Regions from separate parts of the Mus musculus genome. Here all the other regions are linked to region 5. Evidence: chromatin contacts called from public promoter capture Hi-C data. All regions are on one chromosome and are shown on one strand. Each heading gives the region's core, a stretch centred on a gene start, on an enhancer-like site or on the middle of the called end of the contact. The rest is flanking DNA. Distances are from core to core; before and after follow the strand shown. Region 1 holds the start of Cntd1 (cyclin N-terminal domain containing 1). Region 2 holds the start of Ezh1 (enhancer of zeste 1 polycomb repressive complex 2 subunit). Region 3 holds the start of Rdm1 (RAD52 motif 1). Region 4 holds the start of Stat3 (signal transducer and activator of transcription 3). Region 5 holds the start of Casc3 (cancer susceptibility candidate 3).

The links. Promoter capture Hi-C pulls out the DNA fragments that hold promoters and counts their contacts.
Region 1: a promoter capture Hi-C map of hippocampal neurons shows a contact between it and region 5, with 4 times the contacts expected there. The contact joins the promoter of Cntd1 here to the promoter of Casc3 in region 5. A contact is called at or near these places in 2 of 39 promoter capture datasets (hippocampal neurons and liver).
Region 2: a promoter capture Hi-C map of liver shows a contact between it and region 5, with 2.3 times the contacts expected there. The contact joins the promoter of Ezh1 here to the promoter of Casc3 in region 5. A contact is called at or near these places in 2 of 39 promoter capture datasets (embryonic stem cells and liver).
Region 3: a contact with region 5 is called in a promoter capture Hi-C map of pre-B cells, with 2.6 times the contacts expected there. The contact joins the promoter of Rdm1 here to the promoter of Casc3 in region 5. A contact is called at or near these places in 2 of 39 promoter capture datasets (cranial neural crest and pre-B cells).
Region 4: a contact with region 5 is called in a promoter capture Hi-C map of hippocampal neurons, with 6 times the contacts expected there. The contact joins the promoter of Stat3 here to the promoter of Casc3 in region 5.

Annotation. Positions count from the first base shown.
Region 1 is chr11:101,277,912-101,280,611 of GRCm38.p6, reverse strand. It overlaps Cntd1 (cyclin N-terminal domain containing 1), which reads right to left and starts at 1,409. Exons shown (of 7, transcript NM_026562.2): 1 at 1,132-1,409. The coding sequence starts at 1,306. Coa3 (cytochrome C oxidase assembly factor 3) reads left to right here and starts at 1,664. Exons shown (of 2, transcript NM_026618.2): 1 at 1,664-1,898; 2 at 2,160-2,642. The coding sequence starts at 1,685. The coding sequence ends at 2,272.
Region 2 is chr11:101,225,073-101,227,772 of GRCm38.p6, reverse strand. Ezh1 (enhancer of zeste 1 polycomb repressive complex 2 subunit) reads left to right here and starts at 1,310. Exons shown (of 21, transcript NM_007970.3): 1 at 1,310-1,377.
Region 3 is chr11:101,626,602-101,629,376 of GRCm38.p6, reverse strand. Rdm1 (RAD52 motif 1) reads right to left here and starts at 1,428. Exons shown (of 7, transcript NM_025654.2): 1 at 1,313-1,428; 2 at 925-1,104. The coding sequence starts at 1,408. LOC115487916 (a small nuclear RNA gene) reads right to left here and starts at 2,011; the gene lies at 1,821-2,011.
Region 4 is chr11:100,937,970-100,940,946 of GRCm38.p6, reverse strand. It overlaps Stat3 (signal transducer and activator of transcription 3), which reads left to right and starts at 1,407. Exons shown (of 24, transcript NM_213659.3): 1 at 1,407-1,691. Gm46295 (a long non-coding RNA gene) reads right to left here and starts at 2,609. Exons shown (of 2, transcript XR_001780333.2): 1 at 2,461-2,609; 2 at 705-1,874.
Region 5 is chr11:98,808,315-98,811,312 of GRCm38.p6, reverse strand. It overlaps Casc3 (cancer susceptibility candidate 3), which reads right to left and starts at 1,505. Exons shown (of 14, transcript NM_138660.2): 1 at 1,222-1,505; 2 at 827-854; 3 at 378-415. The coding sequence starts at 1,449. It overlaps Gm12359 (predicted gene 12359), which reads left to right and starts at 1,224. Exons shown (of 3, transcript NR_033551.1): 1 at 1,224-1,637.

The DNA.
Region 1 (2,700 bases), core at 160-2,659, 2.5 Mb before region 5:
ACTCAACTCCAGCCTTTAGACCACATACAAAATCATTTTTACCAGGGGGAAAATGACAGCCACATTGGCCCCCTCATTTACATTTCAGTGGCTTCGCTCAGCAGAGATGGCTTAGCAGTTAAGAGCACTGGCAGGTCTTCCAGAAAACCTGGGTTCAATTCCCAGCACCCACATCAGGTGGCTCACAACTGCCTATAATTCTCAATTCTTCTTTTTTCCTGCTAAAACAAGTATAAAGTTCTCTCCCCTGACAGACATTCAGACCTCTGCTTGGAATGTCTCCAAACTACTTTCCTGGCCTTACTCTCTATTGCTTCTCCATATGCTCTGGTCAACCTGGACAACTAAACCCTCCGCTCCCAGCCTCCCTCTTGTTTTCCCAAGTTTTATTCATGGTATCATTCAATCCCTGGACCTCATCTTACCACTCCTTTAAATTCTCATAGTAGCTTGTATTCTCTGTGTCAATCACTCTAACCGTTATTTGTATCCACTTGCTCATATGTTAACAATTCCCACCTAAAGACTACATAGTTTGAGAGCAATGGCTAGATTGCAGTTCCCTCTTTCTATACCAGGCAATGTAAATGATAAGCACTCTAAACACGTTTATGGAAAGAAGAGTAAAGGGGGCTGGTGGTGGAGAGATGGCTCAAGCAGTTAGAAGCACTGGCTACCCTTCTAGAGGACCAGGGTTCAATTCCCAGCACCCATATGGCAGCTCACAGCTGTCTATAACCTCAGTTTCAGGTGATTGGATACCCTCATACAGACATACATTAATTTTAAAAGGGGGGGGACTCCCCATGATGCCGTGTGCTTTTAATCCCAGCATCTGGGAGTCAGAACATCTGTCAATTCCAGGCCAGCCTAAGCTACAGAGAGTGTTCCAGGTCATGACTCCACAGTGAGACTTTGTCTTTAAAAATAAAAATAAAAAAAGGCACGTGGGGAGTGGTGCAGGGAAGTGGGGGTTAAGAAATAAAAAAAAGAGTGCTAGTAAGCCTCGTTCATCGCTTATAAGCCCCACGACCTCGCACAACAAGAGTACTAGCAAAATATTTGAGTGAAAAACAAAGATCAACGCTCCCCTGCCTCCCGTAAACCTGACTCCCCACTCTGCATCCACACCCACGATCCGGGTCTCCCTGAAGCTGCCCGTCCGTCCCGCAGCCTCCTTCACGGCTTGCTCGTTCTGCTGGGCCAAGTGAAGCAGGGCGTTTTCGATAGTCTCTGTGGTAACCACTCCGAACTGAAAGTCACTACAGTTCACCAGCCTGGGCCTCAAGGGTCCTTCCATATTCATAAGTCTTTCGGAGTACTTGGACAGTTTACGGGATCCATAAACTGGCCTCCTTAGCTTATTTCCAGAATCTTCTGCCACACCTTGGATTCTTCCTTCCCTTTCTATATGTTTGCCCTCGCTTCGAATCTGAGAAAAAACATAATGTCCACCACGGCTTCGAACGGTCAACAGCTTTTCGCGCCCCAACTGACACAGAGAGCTCAGCCAATCAGAAAGCAGGGCGCTTTTCACCTTTCCTGTCCCTCCTCTAGGGCGGAGAGACCCTGCCTCTACCCAGAAAACTCCACGTGGACTACAGCTCCCAGAGTTCCTTGCTGAAGTCAAAGACTACAATTCCTGGCGAGTTCCGGGCTTGACGGCTTAGGGCGGAGCAGCAACATGGCGGCCCCTGGAGCTGGTGACCCTCTGAATGCTAAGAATGGAAATGCTCCATTCGCTCAGCGCATCGACCCGTCGCGGGAGAAATTGACCCCAGCGCAGTTGCAGTTTATGCGGCAGGTGCAACTTGCCCAGTGGCAGAAAACACTGCCACAGCGGCGGACCCGGAACATCATGACCGGCCTGGGCATCGGGGCCCTGGTGTTAGCTATTTGTATCCGTCCTGGCTATACCGCATATGGGGTTAGGGAAAAGGGAACAAGACGTGTAGCTTTTAATGTGCGGGCAAATGAGGTTCATGCCTAATCTTACTATATATACGCAGCGCGTATTGGCTTAGTAATAACAATTGGTTAAGGGTTCAAAAGGAGCAAAAGGGTGGCAATCCAAAATCATTAATTTGGGAAAACAGCAAGGGTGGCTAGACGAAAGGAATGCCCATGTGCTTTGTGGTTTCCTGAACCCACTCCGTCAGATGGTTACACCTTCTACTCGGTGGCCCAAGAGCGTTTCCTTGATGAGCTGGAAGATGAAGCCAAAGCTGCCCGAGCCCGTGCTCTTGAGAGAGAGCGAGCTTCGGGACCCTAACTGTATGGACCATCTTCAAACTGCTGGATCCCCTGTATATGTTGAATGATGCCTGGTGGTCTTACAGCATCACTGGCACACTAACGTCGGACTGTGTGATTGAGCCCAAGAAGCCAGAGACTATGCATTTGGCCGCTGCCAAGGGGGGGATTGCTCACTTCACGTGCAGTTTGTCCAGTTACTCAGCCCTTTTTATTTCCTTGTTTGAGAGGTATGCAACCTTGCCTTTACCCAAACTTTGTGGTTTACCCCTTCACCTCCCAGGGGCCCCGACTCTTAAGGGGGAGGGTGTGGCTTAACTGCAGCGTTGGAACCTTAAAGTGGGAAAGATAGGGTCAAGTTAAAGTAATAAAATGAGTCATGTCTCCCGAAGCCAAGCTAGTGTGTGGGGGCAGAGAGACATATGGCACTTCACGCTGGAAAGCTCC
Region 2 (2,700 bases), core at 61-2,560, 2.4 Mb before region 5:
GGTAGGAACTGAAGGGTTGCTGGGAGAACTTGGAGGCCAGGTCCACTTTGATATGTAAAATATGCACCTCAGTCCCTTTTCTGCAGACACCTGCCTCTGCCTCTGCCTCCAAAGTGCTGGGATTAAAGATGTGTGCCACCACTATACCTACCTCCAAAGTTTTTGATAAAAGGAAAAGAATAGTGGAGGCTGGAGAGATGGTACAGTGGATAAGAACAAAGGCGACTTTAAAAAGGACCAAGATTTGATCTTCAGCACCTACATGGTACCTCACTACGGTTAGCAACTCCAGTCCCAGGGGATCTGATGGCCTCTTTTGGCCTCCAAGTATGCCCACAAACACATGGTACAGATACATACACCCAGGCACACACACACACACACACACACACACACACACACACACTAAAACAAACAAATGCATCGTTAAAAAATAACTAAAAGTCCGGGGAGTGGTGGTGCATGCCTTTAATCCCAGCACTTGGGAGGCAGAGGCAGGCAGATTTCCGAGTTTGAGGCCAGCCTGGTCTACAAAATGAGTTCCAGGACAGCCAGTGCTACACAGAGAAACCCTGTCTCGAAAAAAACAAAAACAAAACGAAAACGAAAAACCACCCCCCCCAAAAAAACAAAAAACCAAAACCAAAAACCACCATAGCATGTATTAAAACACACATACGCAAATAAATAAATAATAAAATATTTTGAAAAAAAGAACCTGTTCGTTTCTGATGATGGATATTTCTTGCCTCTATAGTTACTATTCCCTTTTTGTAATATTAAGTATCTTGTGGAGAGGTTTAAAAAATATTCTCGAGGGCTGGAGAGATGGCTCAGCGGTTAAGAGCGCCGACTGCTTTTCTGAAGGTCGTGAGTTCAAATCCCAGCAACCACATGATGGCTCACAACCATCCGTAATGATATCTGATGCCCTCTTCTGGGGTGTCTGAAGACAGCTACAGTGTACTTACATATAATAAATAAATAAATAAATATTAAAACAATATTCTCAAGCCGGGCGTGGTGGCGCACACCTTTGATCCCAGCACTTGGGAGGCAGAGGCAGGCTGTCTTCCAAAATTTGACTTGTAAGTTGTCTAAACACGGTTGGCAATGGTGCGCTGCTGAATAAAGTCTTCAAGAAGAGATCTGTGGCTCCAGGATGACTTTTCTCTGACAGCGCCACCTAGGAAAGTGTCGGACTAGAGCTACATCACCTTAGCGAAAACACACACCTGCGAAGACCGCAGCCCAGGTGATCCACCCTCAGAGTGCGCACGCGCACGGAGGGGAGGCGCGGGGCGTGGCCGCGGCGCAGGGGCGTGGCCGTAGCGCGCAGGCGTCCTAGTGGCGGGTGGCTGCGTCTCAGGATGGAGGGTGAGTGAGTAAACAAGACGGGGCTGGGCGGTGGGGCCGGGCCTGGGCTTGGCGTGACGCTTGAACCTCAGGGCTGGGGAGGCGAAGAAATGAGGAAACTGAGGGCCACACCATTGCCTGACCCGGGGTAGCGCGAAGCCTGTCGTCCCGAGTGTGGTGGGACCCGGGGCGACAGCGCGTGCGAGCTGCGGGGGGCCGCGTGGCGGAGGGGGCGCGGCGGGGGCGGACCCGGCTGGTGGCCCGTGCCAACGTGGGTGGGCCTTGGCGTCTGCCAGGGGACCCTGACTCTTGTAAGCGGGAGGGCCAGAGGCCCGGGTGGCTCGGGCTCGCAGAGGCTTTGAGTGATGTTGAGGAAGGGGTGGCCAGGCCGAGATGCCCGCCAAGTGTGAGAGGTTCTTAAGACGCCCAAGTGTCAGGGTCGAGATTCCCGGGGTCGCGCGGCACCTCCTCAACATTTTGCTCCCGGACCTTGTCGCTGGTCTAACTCGCCTCACTTTAGTTCCGGGTTTGAGTGAGGATTTGTCTTCAAACTGTGACTGTCTCTCCCGTCCCCAGAATTCCCAGAAACGATATGTAAATGAACGCATCCCGAAGTAAAAGGGAAGGTGCTATATTTGGGACATAACTTGTCAGGAAGTAGATGTGAGACAAAGCTTTAAGAGAATTTTTTTTGGGGGCGTGTTTCGAGACAGGGTTTCTCTGTGTAGCCTGACTGTCCTGGAACTCACTCTGTAGACCAGGCTGGCCTCGAACTCAGAAATCCGCCTGCCTCTGACTCCCAGTGCTGGGATTAAAGGAGTGCACCACCACGCCTGGCGAGAATTGTTAAGATTTAGTTGTTTGGGTTTTTGTTGTTGTTGTTGTTGTTTGTTTGTTTGTTTTTAATGTGTGTGCACTCTATGTATGGATGGTTCCAGGGACATCGAATCCCTTGGTACTAGAGTTAAGGATGCTTACATACCACCATGTGGGAGCAGGGAACTGAGCCAGTCCTTGTTGTTTGCAAGAGCAACAAGTGTTCTTAACCGCTGAGCAGGCTTTTCACCATGTGGGACGAGCTTACTTTGGTCAAAGTGACCACTGAGATGATGTAGGTGGTGGGGCACAAGGAAGAGAATGGAAATAGATTAGATGGAGGTTAGTGTTGGAGGTGTGGGTAAACTGATTAGCCAAAGTATGGAACCTATGCCTTGGGAAACAGAGCCAAGGATCACAAAGAATTGGATATGTACAGGGAGGACATTGAAAATGTAGAGACTTTTGGGGTACATTTGCTACATGATATCTCAGAATAAGAAATCTTCAGCCCAATGAATATTTTTG
Region 3 (2,775 bases), core at 179-2,678, 2.8 Mb before region 5:
CATACCAATCAAATTCCTTAAAGAATGACTGGCAAGCAAATCACCTCAGGACCTGGAAGTGGGTGATCTAAGATAGAAAAAGGTCTTGCATCATGTATGGACGTAGAGAAAATTCACTTGGGGTCACTACTAACTGCAGTTCTCAGATTTAATCAAGGTTCAAGGGAGAAGAAAAGAAAAGCAATATGGGGGCTGGTGAGATGGCTCAGTGGGTAAGAGCACCCGACTGCTCTTCCGAAGGTCCAGAGTTCAAATCCCAGCAACCACATGGTGGCTCACAACCATCTGTAACAAGATCTGACGCCCTCTTCTGGAGTGTCTGAAGACAGCTACAGTGTACTTACATATAATAAATAAATCTTAAAAAAAAAAAAAAAAAGCAATATGGATAAGAATAAGAAGCTGGGTCAGCAGCAGGTTGATACATCAAAAGTGGCCAATCAGAAATTGAAAGGACAGGTGGTGGAATTGAGAAACATGGTGAGATGTGCTGAGGCTCTGGGGGAACGGGTTCTATGTTAATATGGAATGAAGGCTACAATGTACTAAAGGATGCTTTCCCCACCTCTGGAACCTGAAGGAAGTTCTATTTTACAGTGATGACAATAAAGCATCCATTATATTAAAACTGGCAGTTGGTCAAACACATTTTAAGTCCAAATAAAATAGAAAATGTTTATAAATAATGTAAATAATAAATGTAAATGTAACATACGACATGGGATTTTCATTGGAACTCTTGGGTTTGACCACAATTACTCTCATGATGAACCTTTTATCACCTAACCATCACCTAGGATACCTGAGGCCAGAGGATCAGTGAAAACGCATCTGGAAGCACCGGGTGAATCAGGGCACCACAGAGTCTCTAGCTACTCACTGCAGAACTCGGAACGTTATCCTGAAGCCTGCATTTGCACACACCTTCACTGGTGATGTCTGAAAAAGGGGTTTCCCATCGCAAGCCTTCTGGGCTCTCTGTGCGTCCCGCGAGGAGTAAAACTTGATGATGGCGTAGAAACCAGGACGAGCCACTGCAGCGTTCGGGAAGACTCGGACTGAATACAGAAGGCCAAACTGAGAGAACACTGTGAACAGAGAATGCTGTGGGAGGCCCACCAGTGAGTGCTGACCCCCTACCTCACTTCAAGCCCAGATCCCGCCCTTCTCCGCTGGAAGCACTCCCTTCACTGGGGCTTCATCTAAGGAGGAGACAAGCCCTCGCTGGCTCCCCGTTCCTCTGCGCCCACGCGGGGCCCACGCCTCCTGTCCCCCCACTCCCTTCCCCTGCCCTCTCCGCGCAGCCCCTCACACTTAAGGCTTCGGCTGGGGGCCCAGTGCTCAGATCCCACACCAACAAAACTTTGTCGCTCTGGGTGGGAACTACGAAAGAGATCAACTCCGCCATGGTAAAGCCAGTGCGCCTGCGCAAGCTACTACCGCGAAATTTAAACCCTCACAAGTAAAGGGCGGAGCTTAACGATTTCCTTAAAACTTCCCACAAAGCACATATTTAAAATGTTTCCACCCCACATTAGCTCCAGTGCTACACTCTTTTTTCTTTTTTTTTTTCCTAAGATTTATTTATTTATGTGGTTGCTGGGACCTGAACACAGGGCCTTTGGAAAAGCAGTCGGTACTCTTAACCACTAAGCCATCTCTCCAGCTCTGGCGCAAACGAGAACTCAGTTATCGTGTACACAACCCAATCAGGATACAAACTAACGAAAGTTAAGAAGAAGAAAACACAGACATATTTAAAAAGCTGGACTGCCCTACAATCACCATGCTCTGACTTTAAAACCAACTTTACTCCCCAGAGGGGGTGCACCGTTCCTGGAGGTACTGCAATACCAGGTCGATGCGTGGAGTGGACGGAGCAAGCTCCTATTCCAACTCCTACTTCCAAAAATCCATTTAATATATTGTCCTCGGATAGAGGACGTATCAGATATTAAACTGATAAGAACAGATACTACACTTGATCTTAGCCAAAAGGCCGAGAAGCGATACCGAACTACGCCCACACGCCCCATACACTCAACACCGACCACACCTTTAATTCACAGTCACCAACCAACCGACTCAAACATGCAGCCAACACAGACTCTCCTCTTCATTGAGTACACCACCTTTACGCCACGAAAAGCCTGTAAGATTCAAGGAGGCCGAGAAGTTTTGGTTGCAGTTTTTTGTTTTTGCTCCCAGAGTTCCACAGAGCAGTTATTTGCATGCCCCGCCCAAGCGCGCCGAAAGCTCGAACCTGGACTGCTTTTTCCGCTTCTGCGCTGTAGAGCGCAACCGGGGCGCAGAGGGGACGTATTGACCTTTCCCTGCGATACAACCAGGTTCTTCTTCGCAGTCTTTCAGACCACACCCACAACAAAAGGTCCTTGAGGAAAAGGGGCCTTTCGATTTTCTGCTTAATTTATTAGTTTACAGGCGATTCCGCTAGGCTCCTCCCTAGGATCAAGCAACCAGCTTATGGTGCTTCTTCAGGTGTGGTGATAACGACTGCTTCACCACTCCAGCTCTCTCTGTTCCCACGTGTTCCTTGCGGTCTCTGGCCCCAGCCCCCATTCTCTCCTTCTCTGTCCCCTGCTTTCTCTGCCCTCGTGACTCTGTTCCCCTCTGTCTGCCTATCTGTTCATCTACCTCAACCCCTTCTCCAAGCCCTCCCTCCCCTCTCTTCCCCCAAATAACTCCCCACCAGATCTGTTGCTTGGCGTCATTTCTCAAGGGGGCACTTTGGCATGGGTCAGCCAGGAACTCCCT
Region 4 (2,977 bases), core at 158-2,657, 2.1 Mb before region 5:
TCACATATACATACAAATCACTGCAGTACGCAGAGTTCATTCTCTATGACAGAAAGCCAAGCATATACACGTACCATGAACTGCTGATTCCAACTCAGTAAAATCTGTACTCCCAACATACAAGACGTGAAATAGGTCAGATAATTTCAAGAGCGTCAAGACCCCCCCCAAAAGACTAAATGGATGTTACTCCTAACTCCTGCCACTCTAGTTAAGCAGTAGTGGGAAAGTGTGGAAGAACTGGTTTGTCTCAATTGGACATTTAAGTTTAATGGTGAAAGACTAGTTAATGTTAACAATGAATCCTAAAATCATCAGAATATTTTATGGGCTTTCTCTCTGTGTGTGTTAGCTTCAGTTCTTAAAATTAAGTGCCTAATTAAAAGTGATTTAATTTTGTCTGCACGTTTTTCTGCACAAGGTGTGTGTCTTTGCTGCGGGCAGAGGCCTGAGGAGGGCTTCAGATCCCCCCCCCCCCCCCAGACCCCAGAGTGGAGTTACAAATGGCTAAGAGCCATCTTGTGGGATGCTGGAACTTGAACTTGAATTTTTACCAGGATCAGCCTGGCAGTCCCCTTAACTTAGGCATCCCTCTAGCTCCTAAAATAAGTACCTTTTAATGGAAACAAGTTGGTCAAAACTATCTTTCAGAATTTCAAGACCCAGTATAACAGTTTAAAAAAAAAAGAACTCAGACACACGTGGAAATGGCAAGTACTGTGTATTCGTGTCAGCTGTCATGCATAGGCTCTCTGCATTTCTGTGAGCTGACCAATCAGCCTTGCTGTTGAGATTCAGGTTTGAAATGGTGGAACAGAGAACCGGGTTATAGCCACTATTCTCCCCCACGCAATCTAGTAATTACTCTATTTCCACGTCATATTTCCGGGTGTATGCCCATAATCACGCAGAACTGAAGTTCAGAGCAGCCAGGAGTTGCCCATGTTCTTTTTTGATGTCTCCACAAACCCAAATGCTTAAGTGGGGTGACACCTGGGGACCGCCTAAGTGGCTGATTCCCACGTGGTAAGGAGCTCACAAACTCGCCCCCACGTGGTGCCAAGGGCCGGGAAAAGGGAGAGCGGGCAGAAGCGAGCCGTATCAGGGCATTTAAAGTGTCTTGACGTCACGCACTGCCAGGAACTCAGCTGAGTTTTCAGCAGGACATTCCGCTAATGTCTCCTCCCTCCCCCCGGGCTTTTTTGTAAGCTAGGCCTCTGCGCGTCCCTTGGTCGCGGAGGGAGGAGCACAAAGCTCTCAGAACAGCCAACTCAGGGAGGTGTGCCCAGAGCTCTCGACCCCGCCTTCTCTCCTAGAGGCGTTTTTCATTGGTTAGTGGGCGGGGCTTAGGAAGTACAGCGCTCGCCCGGAGGCCTCAGGGTGGCCTAGCCAGCTGGCCATTCCTTAATTATGCATGGAGGCGTGTCTTGGCCAGTGGCGGCTGGGTGGGGATTGGCTGGAGGGGCTGTAATTCAGCGGTTTCCGGAGCTGCAGTGTAGACAGGGAGGGGGAACCTGGGGTTCCGACGTCGCGGCGGAGGGAACGAGCCCTAACCGGATCGCTGAGGTACAACCCCGCTCGGTGTCGCCTGACCGCGTCGGCTAGGAGAGGCCAGGCGGCCCTCGGGAGCCCAGCAGCTCGCGCCTGGAGTCAGCGCAGGCCGGCCAGTCGGGCCTCAGCCCCGGAGACAGGTGAAGGGGGTGCAGGGTGGGGCCACCTCCCCGACGGCACGGGGGACGGCATGGGGGACCCCACGGTTCGTCAGCTGTGGGGGTGCTTAGAGCTGTGAATGGACACTTACATGGGGCAGGAGGATAGGAGGAGACACACAGGGTCGTCCCGGCGGCACTGACGTCCGGATGACAGGAACCAGCCTGGGAAAGGAAGGGACGCTGTAAGTTTCGAGGGGGAGATGCGGAGAGAGAGTGGGGAGTTCTGGGGGGTGTAGGACCGTGGGGGGGAGGACATTCTAGGCTGAGGGTAACAGAACTGACAGAAGCGGCCCTCCTGTGACTGCTCCCGGAGGCTAGGGACGTTCGGGCCACCAGAGCCACTGCCACTCAGGTGGAGATCATTGGGGTGGAGGCGTTAGAAGGAGCCTCCTTCCTGCCCCTGTGCTGGGCCTGGCCGTTCCTTGCCTAGCCACTTTCTTTGCCTTGCTCCCGTTCCTTCTGTAGTCAGCTGTACCCACTTAGGAGGTGGGAACTGTTGTGTCTCTCCTCCTGCCTCTCCGCCCCTCCCCCTCCCCCTCCCCCCCCCCCCCCAGCCTCTGGGACTGGCTAGATTTTTTTCTTAAGAATCAGATTTCCTATAGAAAATTGACAAACTTGTATCCTTTCTAAATTCTCTCCCATCTCTTTCTGTGTTAAGCTATGATTTCCCCCACCTTGTTAAGAACACTTTTTTTTTTCCCAATTCAAAATAAATCCCTGGCCAAACCAGCTCTAAAGAGCAACAAACCTCTTTCCTCTTTGACATTGTTCTCTCATAAACACCTGGTAAACTCGACGAGACGATAAATAATTGAGCCATTGCATTTACTGGATCGTGGTGTTGCTTAATTGCACAGGCCAGGGTGAGCCAATCAAGAGTGGGAGTTTTCTGTCTCATAGCCAAGCTCTTGTGTAAAAGCAGAAGCTAGGGAAACAAAGACAGGCTGGCCTTGGCTGAGTTCTGTGTGTAAACTTTACCTGTTGGGGGGTGTGTGGCTATAAATTGGTAAGTTGGCAAAATCCAGACTGTTGCTCAAGTCACTTTTTTCATACCTGGTCCACATCCCTCGGTTGTATCAATTGATGTGTGTATGGGTACTGTCAGTGCTTATTCAGTTTCCTTATTCAGAGTGTGTGTAGTTTATACCTGCTGTTTACTACAGTGCTTATTTGTGTATGCATTGTGAATGTTGGGCTGTCAGTGTAGGTGCAGCATGGACGTGAATATATTAAAGCAATAAATCACTTCTATCTTCTTTTTAATG
Region 5 (2,998 bases), core at 256-2,755:
TCATGCATGCATGAGGAGCCAGTCAAGTGGCTGTCTTCTCAATCCAGACATATAAAGGACCCTGTCCAACACCTTGTAAAGGATTTCAGCATCGTATTCTCTGACTCACAAACTCACTTTCTTTACTGAGAATAAATCAACTAAGTGTAACCTGTCCCTTCAAGAGGTGTGGCTTCAAGTTGCAGTCATTAACCGGGCAAGGCTGGAATTAAAGACATGTGCCACCATCACCAGACTTCTAACAGACTTTTAAAAGCACACGAGAAGAATGTATAAGAGAAGCAAGTCAGGGAATTTTTGTACCACACAGCTAGAGGTTTTTTTAAAGAGACATTTTCTGACTTACGCCATAAGGAAAAAGAATCTATCACACTCACTTCTGAATCTTCTGCACTTTCATAATCGGAAAGAACAGCTGAAAGGAAAAGACAAATTATGTGATATGTAATAACATAAACGTTTGTTACTACATTTCTGACAGTTCGTTTTGGGCCAGGCAAACATCCTCACTTAATTTGTGGACGCAGCAACTTTCTGGGGCAGATAAAATTATAGTTTCTGTTGACAGATGGAGAACTTTGGGACCACACTGACGAAAAACTATGCTGTTGTCAGGTGTTATTCTAAGTCACCACAGTGCACTCAATCTGTCACCTTCCAAAAAGGAACCAAACCAAACAAGCATGCTCATCATCACCATGACACAAACGCCACTCCCGGGGAACGCTCTCCAAAAACCCCTAACAAACCGAGAAAGACCCAGTGTAAGATATACATGGCCTTAATTTACATCCACAAGAATTCAAGATAAAGTAAAATTACTCACCATCTCCTTCCATGCCATCTTCACTCTCCTGGGAGGAAGAAGATCACACAGGTTAGAGTTGGTGATTTCCAGACGCGGGGAGCCCACCCGCAGATAACCGTGAGGGACGACTGAAGAATCAACACAGATGGTTGGGTAGGAATATGGGGCAAGATAAATCTTCAGAAGTCACATCGAGAATGGCGGTTCTCTACATCCCAGCCCCAGTTTCCGTGTAAACATTGCACGCCCTGAGCTCAGAAACCACCCAGTCCTCCTTCCCCGGGGCTCTGGGTGGATGCAGATTCGCAGCGGGACAACCTTTCTTTCCCTCTAAGAGGAGGCCCGGCATCTCACAGCATCTCCAGCCCGCCCCCTGCCGGGTCGCCGCCCTGGACCGCCCGCCGCTCACTCACACACTCAGACTCCTCGGCGCTCTTGGCGCCCCCGCTCTCCACCCGCCGCAGGTGAAGGCCCCCGCCGCGGCCGCCGCGCTGAGAAGGCAGCGAGCCACTGCCGCCGCCTCCGACGCTCCCGCTGCAGCTGCCGCCGCCCCGCGCCGGAGAGCCGCTGTCGGAACCCGAAGCCCCGGATTCCTCGTCCTCCGTGTCCTGGGAAGCGCGCTGCCGCCGCCGGTCCGCCATCTTACGGAGAACGGCCACCGCTGGTCAGCTCCTTACGCACCACGCCCGCCGCGGAGGCTGCCGGGAAGCTCGAGACTCCGGAGTCCCAGCGTGCTTCACGTCCAGGGAGGGCCGCCCTTCTTTCCGCGGGGCGGGGCCTGCACCCTGCGGCACGTTTTCTGGAGAGCGAGATGACGTCTGTCGGTGATGTAAGGAGGCGTGGCCTAGCGCTTTATTTCCCCACACCCCCACACCCCTAGCCCCGGCGGGCGGAGGGCGCCTGGGAGCGGGGCTATTGCATCCTCTTCGGGTTCTTAGCTCGGCCATCTTGGACTTTCCTTGGGGAGGGTTTCGAGCTCTTCTAGCTCCAGTGCGACGTTGGAGCAATTGCATGATTTTCGTTTTCCATTGCTCGCTTTCCCCTGAATTCTATACAGAACATTTTACTGTATTCCTTCGCATGGTTAAAAATCACGAGTCCAGGTGAAAAAGCCTTTAGTCCTGCGTCAGTTGCCAGCTCTTCACCTCAGTCTAAATTTAGGGGAAAGGAGAAACTGCAGTGGGGACAGAACTTAGTATTGCGGTGTTTCCTGGGTGTATTCAAAATCTCCTTTCTCCATGTGTCTTCCTAACCTAGTTATCTCATTTTGAGAACTGAAGGTTGGAAGGACACTAGTCTTACTATGCTTTTAAAACATCAGAGCTGGATCACCCTTGACTAGTTAAGAGGCTAGTTTTGGACCCTCTCTGCCCCTTCAATGTCTCGAGGTATTAGTTTCAAATCCTGGTGCATTGTTACTCTACAGAGAATGCTTTGGGTATGCATTTATCAGCAGTGAAAGAAAACTCAGCACAACTACCTTGCAGCAACATATAGTTTGTAAGCTAATTTATTACTGCATATTGTTAATATACATCAAATAGATGAGTTAAGAGGACTCTGAGCTGTTTTCATAAATAGCTAAAGGTCCCCACTGCTTACCAGATCTATAAACAGTATGAGACTCCAAGGAATCATGACTGTCTGCAGGGACTGATTCAACTGGTGACAGGTGGCCAAATGTATCATGGAGTTCAGCTCCAGAAACAACTGCCTGAACTCAAAATGGAGGATGCATGATTTAATAAGTGTGAAAGGCATAAGAATCTTATCCATCACAATCTAAAATGGTGCAGCAAGACTGCCAAGTTGAGTGTCTAAATAAGGACAAGGATAGCATGCCACTTTGTCCTTTAGTTGTTTGGTCGGAATCCAGCTTGGGATGTTTTTTTTCTTTTTTCTTTTTTTTTTTTTTTTTTAAGAAAATCTATGACCTCAAGCTAGCCTTTTCATCACTCGGGACCCACCAGCTTCAGCCTCCCCAGATGCAGGCTATGAGGGGACAATACCTGTAATCCTGCTCTGGATCCTACTTTCTTTTGTTTTTTGAGACAGGGTCTCATGGAAGCTAGGCTGATCTTGAACCTGGGGCTCTCCTGGCTGTGTGGGTGCTTGGGATAGCAGTCCTCCTGAGAAACAGTTGTGAGAAACGGTCAATGTTTAGCATGAATAGACAGATGGTCTGGGGTC